2 separate regions of the Sus scrofa genome follow, and region 1 is linked to region 2. The links are chromatin contacts, called in public Hi-C maps. All regions are on one chromosome and are shown on one strand. Each heading gives the region's core, a stretch centred on a gene start, on an enhancer-like site or on the middle of the called end of the contact. The rest is flanking DNA. Distances are from core to core; before and after follow the strand shown. Region 1 overlaps USP6NL (USP6 N-terminal-like protein). Region 2 has its middle 27 kb from the start of USP6NL.

Region 1 (3,628 bases), core at 1,122-3,621, 68 kb before region 2:
GTGTAATACTGTACATCACCTATGCTTCAATTAAAAAATACATTTTTTTCCTGGGCAAAAAAAATGTCCTAACTTTTCTCATATGCTCAAAAGGGTCTGTGACTCAAAGGGAAAAAAAAAAGGCAGCAATGACTGGTTTTCAACTACAAAGACTGCCTCTCATTATCTCCTCTGCTGTTTTGTTCACAAGCCACCCTGCTCCTGATTACATACCAGAATGGTTATCACGATTTGCCAGGCACCTGTAATGATGCCACCTCGTTTGGAAAGTATCTCCCTAAGTTGTTCCAGCTTTAGAAACTTTCTTCTGTCTACTCGACCTAAGAGTTTCCATACATCACCTCTCCTTTTGACCACCACTTAGATGTCATTCCTGCCGTATTCTTTTTGTTTGTCTCATCAAGCAGAGTTGTGCTAAACAAGTATTACAAATAGTGAAAAAAACTAAAGTACAATTTCAAGTCATTTTTGTCCCCATTGACGGGTGACCAAACTTTTGCCACTGTGTATATGATTTTTGAATTTCCCTTTAAACTACTGTGCACAGAAATCAATATAAGCTGGGGAGGAGCTAGTTTTCAAAGATGGCCCTCCAGAGTTCCCATTGTGGCTCAGCGGTTAACAACCTGACTAGCATCCATGAGGACACAGGTTTGATCCCTGGCCTCGCTCAGTGCGTTAAGGATCAGGCGTTGCCATGAGCTGTGGTGTAGGTTGCTGACAGGGCTCAGATCCTGAATTGCTGTGGCTGTGGCTGTCGCCGGCAGCGGCAGCTCCAATTTGACCCCTAGCCTGGAAATCTCCATATGCCACAAGTGCAGCCCTAAAAAGCACCGCTTTCCCCCAAAAAGCTTAATTTTATGTGCAAAAAAAAAAAAAAAAAAAAAAAAAAGATGGCCCCCACTGAATCAAGCCTCCAATGTCCACATCCGTTTATACCCTCCTCCTTTTGAACCTGGGCTGGCCCTATGACTTACTTTTGTCAAAAAGAATCAGGTGGAAGTGATGTTAAATGATTTCTAAGGCGAGATCAGAAGCAGCCTCACTGCTCCTGCTGGGTCTCTGGGGTATTTACCCTCAGTAGCTCCCTCCCAGCGCTCAGCCGTCATGCTCGAAGAAGCCCAAGCCACACGGAGAGGCCACATATGGCGGGTCTGAATGACAACCTCGGCGGAAGCCCCAGCCAACAGCCAGTATCAGCTGCTAGCCATACGGGTGCACCACCTTGGTCATCCAGCACAGTCAAGCTTTCAAAATGCCTTGACCGGGCAGCCCCAGGAGGAACCCTAAACAAGATCCTCTCGGTCAACATACAGAACCCACAGAACCATGAGGACAACGTGAATTTTTTTTCACTCTTCTTTTTCTTTTTTAGGGCTGCACCTGCAGCATATGGAAGTTCCCAGGCTAGGGGTTGAATCGGAGCTGCCGCTGCCAGCCTACACCACAGCCACAGCAACACAGGATCCTCGCAGGATCTGCGACCTACAGCACAACTCGTGGCAACACGGGGGATCCTTAAACCACTGAGCAAGGCCAGGGATCGAACCCGCATCCTCACAGATACTAGTTGGGTTCTTAACCCTCTGAGCCACCGTGGGAACTCCAATAATCAGTTATCTTAAGCCATTAAATTTAGGGTTGGTTTCTTACCCACTTACAGATAACCGGAATAAATTGGTTAAAAATAAAGTGCTAAAAGCTATACTTAGCTCTAAGCTAAAACCTTAATAAATAAATAATTTTATCAAGATTAACAGAAATGAAGTATAAGAAGGTCAAGTTGTGGAAGAACAAGGTGAACTGTAACAGATCCTATTGCACTGGGAGCATGCTTTTCACCACTGAGTTGCTGGTGCTGCCTGGTTCTTTCCTCTGAGCGGGGGGAGGCGGGGGGATGTGCTGGGCATTGCAAAACAACATGATGACCTTAACCTTTTGGTGTCTGCAGAGTAAATACACCCACAATTACATTTCACTTACATAGGCGTGAAATAAGTCCTTGTCCACATGCTTTGGCTATAAAAAGAAAAGAAGGAGTGGTTCCAAGGAGCCAGACCAAAGATTCATTTAAAACAAAACGATGGATGGAAAAAGTATTTTGTTATCATTTCAGCTTATCTTTTCTTTGTGCTAATACTTTATTTAAAATACAAGTCTATAATTTTGCAATTTTGAAATCCACAAAGCTCTGAAAACCAAAAGTTTTGTTCCTAAGTTTGGCAGCTTGACTCATTGGGGTAGTAGCTGAACTTCCCTTTGGCTATTACTGCCTTTATCTTATTTAATAGGAACACTCATTTCATTGCAGAACGATGAGTGTGTTTGATTACAAGTTCCTGTCCCGGATCCCACTTCTGCACGCCCGCAAGGGACATGCAGTGTATTTGCTGTGTCACCCTTCTAAAAATCGAAACTTCTGCAGGCCAAGACACTTCTGGTTTCAGACCTGAAGCAGACTTTATTGGAGACCTAAAGTAAACTTTTTTGCAGGAGAAAGAGCCATCTTCTATGGAGTCATCGGGGACTCCCTGGATTCAGGCAGCCTGGGTTCAAAGCCCGCCTCCCCTCCTGGCCACCTCAGAGACCTGGCTTAAAGTGAAGCACTCTCAGGTTCCTCCTCTGCAGATGAGGACGGTAACAGAAACTACCCCGTAGGGTTCTGAAGGGAACTAAATGAGATTTTGCATGCCAAATGCTTAGCCCAATGACCAATAGTGAACACACAAAGCATGTTAACTCATTTATTTATTTGGCAACCCCATGGCATATGGAGCTCCTGGGCTAGGGGTCAGATCCGAGCCACAGTTGTGACCTAAGCCTTAGCTGTGGCAATCCTGGATCCTTAATTCACTGTGCCGCTCCAGGGACCAAACCTGCCTCCCAGTTCTCCCAAGATGCCTGCCAATCCCACTGCACCACAGCAGGAACTCCTTCTTGTATCATTATTAGAGCTTTCATATAAGTTCAATACAACAATATCTCAGTGAGGGAAAAAGAAACGACTCAAGGTGTCACCAGCAGAAAGATATTTAATCCATGAAGTCAGATGTGGACAAAGTCTTTGGAAAGAGTGGGCGGGTGAAGGTGGGAGGACAGACCACTAATGTCCAGTTATTCACATCAGCTGTGGACCTGATGTCAGGAAGCTGCAGCAGAGAATGATCCGAAATTGCAGGGAATGACAGGAAATCACTGCCAATGTCACAGCTGCCCGCAGCTTAGAAGCAGGTGCCTGTCAGGGGCACTCTTTGATGTCTAGGTTTACTGTAAACATTTCCGTCTGTCAGACCCTCAGGTCAGCCACAGCTGGGGGAAGCATGACACGATCCTTATGTCGTCCAACTCCCGAATGCCTCTCACCGGCAGAACCTAAACCTATCAGAATTTGCTGGCAAAGGACTCTGGGAAATGCAGCCCTGAGGTATAGGCATAATACCCAAAACAAACAGTAAGTTAATGCTGATAATGTTCATTTGCAAAGCACTTAACCATAAAAGCTCTGTGAGGTAGGCAGGAACTGTAGCACAAGGGCTAAGTGACGTGTCCTGAGTTGATGGGTAGGGAGGGAACCAGAGCCTCCTATTCCAAATCTAAAGCATGCTTCTTTTTTTTTCTTTCCCTCTTT
Region 2 (3,217 bases), core at 381-2,880:
AGCCGTGATGTAGGTGGCAGACTTGGCTCAGATCCTGTGTTGCTGTGGCTGTGGTGTAGGCTGGCAGCTGCAGCTCCGATCTGACCCCTAGCCTGGGAACCTCCATATGCCATGGGTTCAGCCCTAAGAAAATGAAAAAACTGGGGACTTAGGGCCTACATTTGCAGGGAACCCAACTCTGCCAAAAATCTAAGACTGAAAGTAGATTCTTTCCCAGAACCTCCAGATAGCAGTCTTGATTCCAGCCTATGAGCCCCTAGCAGAGGATCCAGCTAAAACTGCCTCACTCCACCCTGCAGAATTATGACAAGATGTTGTCTGAAGCCACTGCCTTTGTGGTCACTTATCACGTAGCAAGAAAAAACGATGAATACCGTGAGGTGGGTGATTGCATTAGTGAAGAGTTCCCCAGAGAAACAGAATCAATAGGAGATAGATGGAGATAGATAGATAGATAGACAGACAGATAATTTTGAGGGACTGGCTCACATGATGATGTGAGCTAAGAAGTCCCATATAATCTACCCTCTGCAAGCTGGAGGTCCAGGAAAACCAGTGATGTGGCTCCAGCTCAAATCGAAGGCCTGAGAACCAGGGGGCCGAGGGTGTGAGGTCCTGGTCCAGGTTCAAAGGCCCGAGAACCAGGAGCACCGGCGTCCCAGGGCAGGAGCAGAAGGATGGCCCAGCTCACGCAGGGAGAAGGTTCCCTGTCCTCTGCCTGTGTTTTCTGTTCAGGCCTCAGCAGTTGAAGGCTCACTGCCGTGGGGGTTGGGGATGGGATCCTCTCGATTCAATCCGCCACTGCAGATGCTAATCTCTTCCTGGAAACATCCACACCAACTCACCTGCAGGAATGTTTTGCCAGCTCTCTGGTCAACTCTCAGTCAAGATAACACATAAAATAAACTGTCACAGCACTATTATTATACATTTCTGTTTTACAAGGCACAGAGAAGTTAAGTGACTTGCAAAAGGTGGCACAGCAAGGAGGTGATGGTGCTGCCTCTTCAAATGATACAGGCTCCAGCGACTGTGCTCATAACCATATTACCATCCTGTGTGTGTGTACACACGCATGGACACACACATACACACACACACACGAGGGTGGGGGTAAGGTAGAATTGGACTCAGCAACACTCATTTTCCGCTTTGGAGATGAGGGTCGGGTTTCTCTGAGGCAAGAAGTCACCAGGCAGTGGACTGGTTTTCAGAGCGCACCTTGCAGACTTCATGTGCCAGCACCGGATGCCGCATTCAAAGGTGAGGCTCCCTCTTCATTTCCAGAACAGACAGCTCTGAGGCCCCTGGGGTGGACTTTCTCCTTGTTGCCTCATAGCACAGGTGGCTGCAGAAATGAGTTCAAGCTGGTTTTGCATCTGACGCAGGTGAAGATTACAGCAGTAACCAGGATCCACTCTGCCCTCTCTCCACATTGGGTTCTGGGCCTTTTGCAAACACTGTTTCCTTCAATCTGTGCAGGAGTCCTCTGAGATGGACAAGGACGTTTCTTAAGGCAGAGGCAAATAGATCCAGCCTCAGAGAGGTCCAGTGATCTTCTGAAGGTCAACCAGCCAATCAGCTGGGCCCCAAAGTCCCAAGCCTGAGCCGTCCCTCTGTCCACCTGCCAATTAGGATGATGTCCATGAAAGCGGGCCTGGCATTCTCCCAGATGTGACAAAGGTCACTGGAACATTGAAGAGGGTGGAATTCTTGCTATTGTGCAACAGGATCAGTGGCCTCTTGGGAGCACTGGGATGCAAGTTCAATCCCCAGCCTGCACAGTGGGTGCTGCAGCTTGGATCTGATCTGTGGCCAGGAATATGCCATGGGAGGAGAAAGACAAAAGAAAGAAGGAGAAAGAGGAAAGGAAAGGACGAAAGGGAGAGGGAGAGATTGAGGGTGAGAAAGAAAGAGAAAGGGAAAGAGAAAGAGAAAGGAAGGAAGAAAGAAAATTCAAGAGGGTGTGTGGTGACATGTTTGGGGCCTAGCTGTGGGGACTTAGCAAAAGCTAGATACTAAAGAAAGTCATTTCTTTGAAGCTTGAGGTGGTCAGCACAGTGCTGTTATAAGCCTTCGATAAGCAAAGTGCTGGGTTCATTGTACAAAATCTGGGAGGGGTCTGAGGAGAAGGGACACATCACACTTATCCCAGGGGGCCTCTAAAAACACAGAGTCCTGAGCTTTCCTGCAGATCAAATTAGAACCTATGGGGGTGTCACTGGCACCTCCATTTTTAATAAGTCCCCAGGCAAGCCACAGGTACACTGAAGTTGAAGACTTACTGGTGGTTATAGGTTGAATTGTATCTCCCTCAAATTCATATGCTGGTTCCTAACTCCTAGAACCTCATAACCTCAGATTAGGACCTTAACAGAGAACTCTACTCTATACCTTATAATAACCTATAATGGAAGAGAATGTACATATCTGAATCACTTTACACCTGAAACTAACACAACATTGTAAATCAACTACATTTCAATAAAAAATTTTTTTTTCTTTTTGGGCATATGCAAGTTCCCAGGCCAAGGGTTGAGTTGGAGCTGCAGCTGCTGGCCTACACTACAGCCACAGCAATGTAGGATCCCAGGCACATCTGCAACCTACACCACAGCTCATGGCAATGCCGATCCTTAACCCAATGATCAAGGGCAGGGATGCAACCTACATCCTCATGGAGACTAGTGAGGTTCTTCACCTGATGAGCCAAAAAGCAAGCTCCTCAGTAACACTTTTTTTACTTTTTATTTTATTATTATTATTATATTTGTCTTTTTAGGGCTATACCTGTGGCATATGGAGGTTCCCAGGCTAGGGGTCGAATTGGAGCTACAGTCACTGGCCTACACCACAGCAATGCTGTGATCCTTAACCCACTGAGTGAGGCCAGGGATCAAACCCACATCCTCATGGATGCTAGTCAGGTTCGTTAACCACTGAGCCACTATGGGAACCCCAATAAAATTTTTTAAATAAAAATAAGCTAATTTTAAAAAAATAATGGAACCTTATTTGGAGATAGATCTTTACAGAGATTTCAAGTGAGGTCATTACAGTGGGCCTTAATCCAACATGACTGGTGTCACTACAAAAAAGGAAAAATACTGTCCAAGAGACAGGCATAGAGTTAAGATGAAGAGCCTTTGACAAGCCAAGGAGAGCCTGGAACAGACCCTGTCCCCACCGTCCCCAGAAAGAACCAACCCTGCTGGCC

The links. Hi-C and Micro-C count contacts between places; a contact is called where the count stands out from the background.
Region 1: a Hi-C map of liver shows a contact between it and region 2, with 3 times the contacts expected there. The contact joins two enhancer-like sites. A contact is called at or near these places in 1 of 5 promoter capture datasets (liver) and 5 of 47 Hi-C or Micro-C datasets (alveolar macrophages, liver and skeletal muscle).

The regions. Positions count from the first base shown.
Region 1 is chr10:60,233,389-60,237,016 of Sscrofa11.1, reverse strand. The region is part of intron 1 of USP6NL (USP6 N-terminal-like protein); the gene reads right to left. Among named protein-coding and RNA genes, the nearest start is that of USP6NL, 42 kb to the right of the region's middle. Within about 2 kb of position 2,371, at least 14 of the 83 cell types and tissues checked have an H3K27ac peak or open chromatin away from gene starts, as enhancers often do. A contact at or near this core is called in liver, where this site is marked.
Region 2 is chr10:60,164,559-60,167,775 of Sscrofa11.1, reverse strand. No RefSeq gene overlaps it. Among named protein-coding and RNA genes, the nearest start is that of USP6NL, 27 kb to the left of the region's middle. Within about 2 kb of position 1,630, at least 5 of the 83 cell types and tissues checked have an H3K27ac peak or open chromatin away from gene starts, as enhancers often do. A contact at or near this core is called in liver, where this site is marked.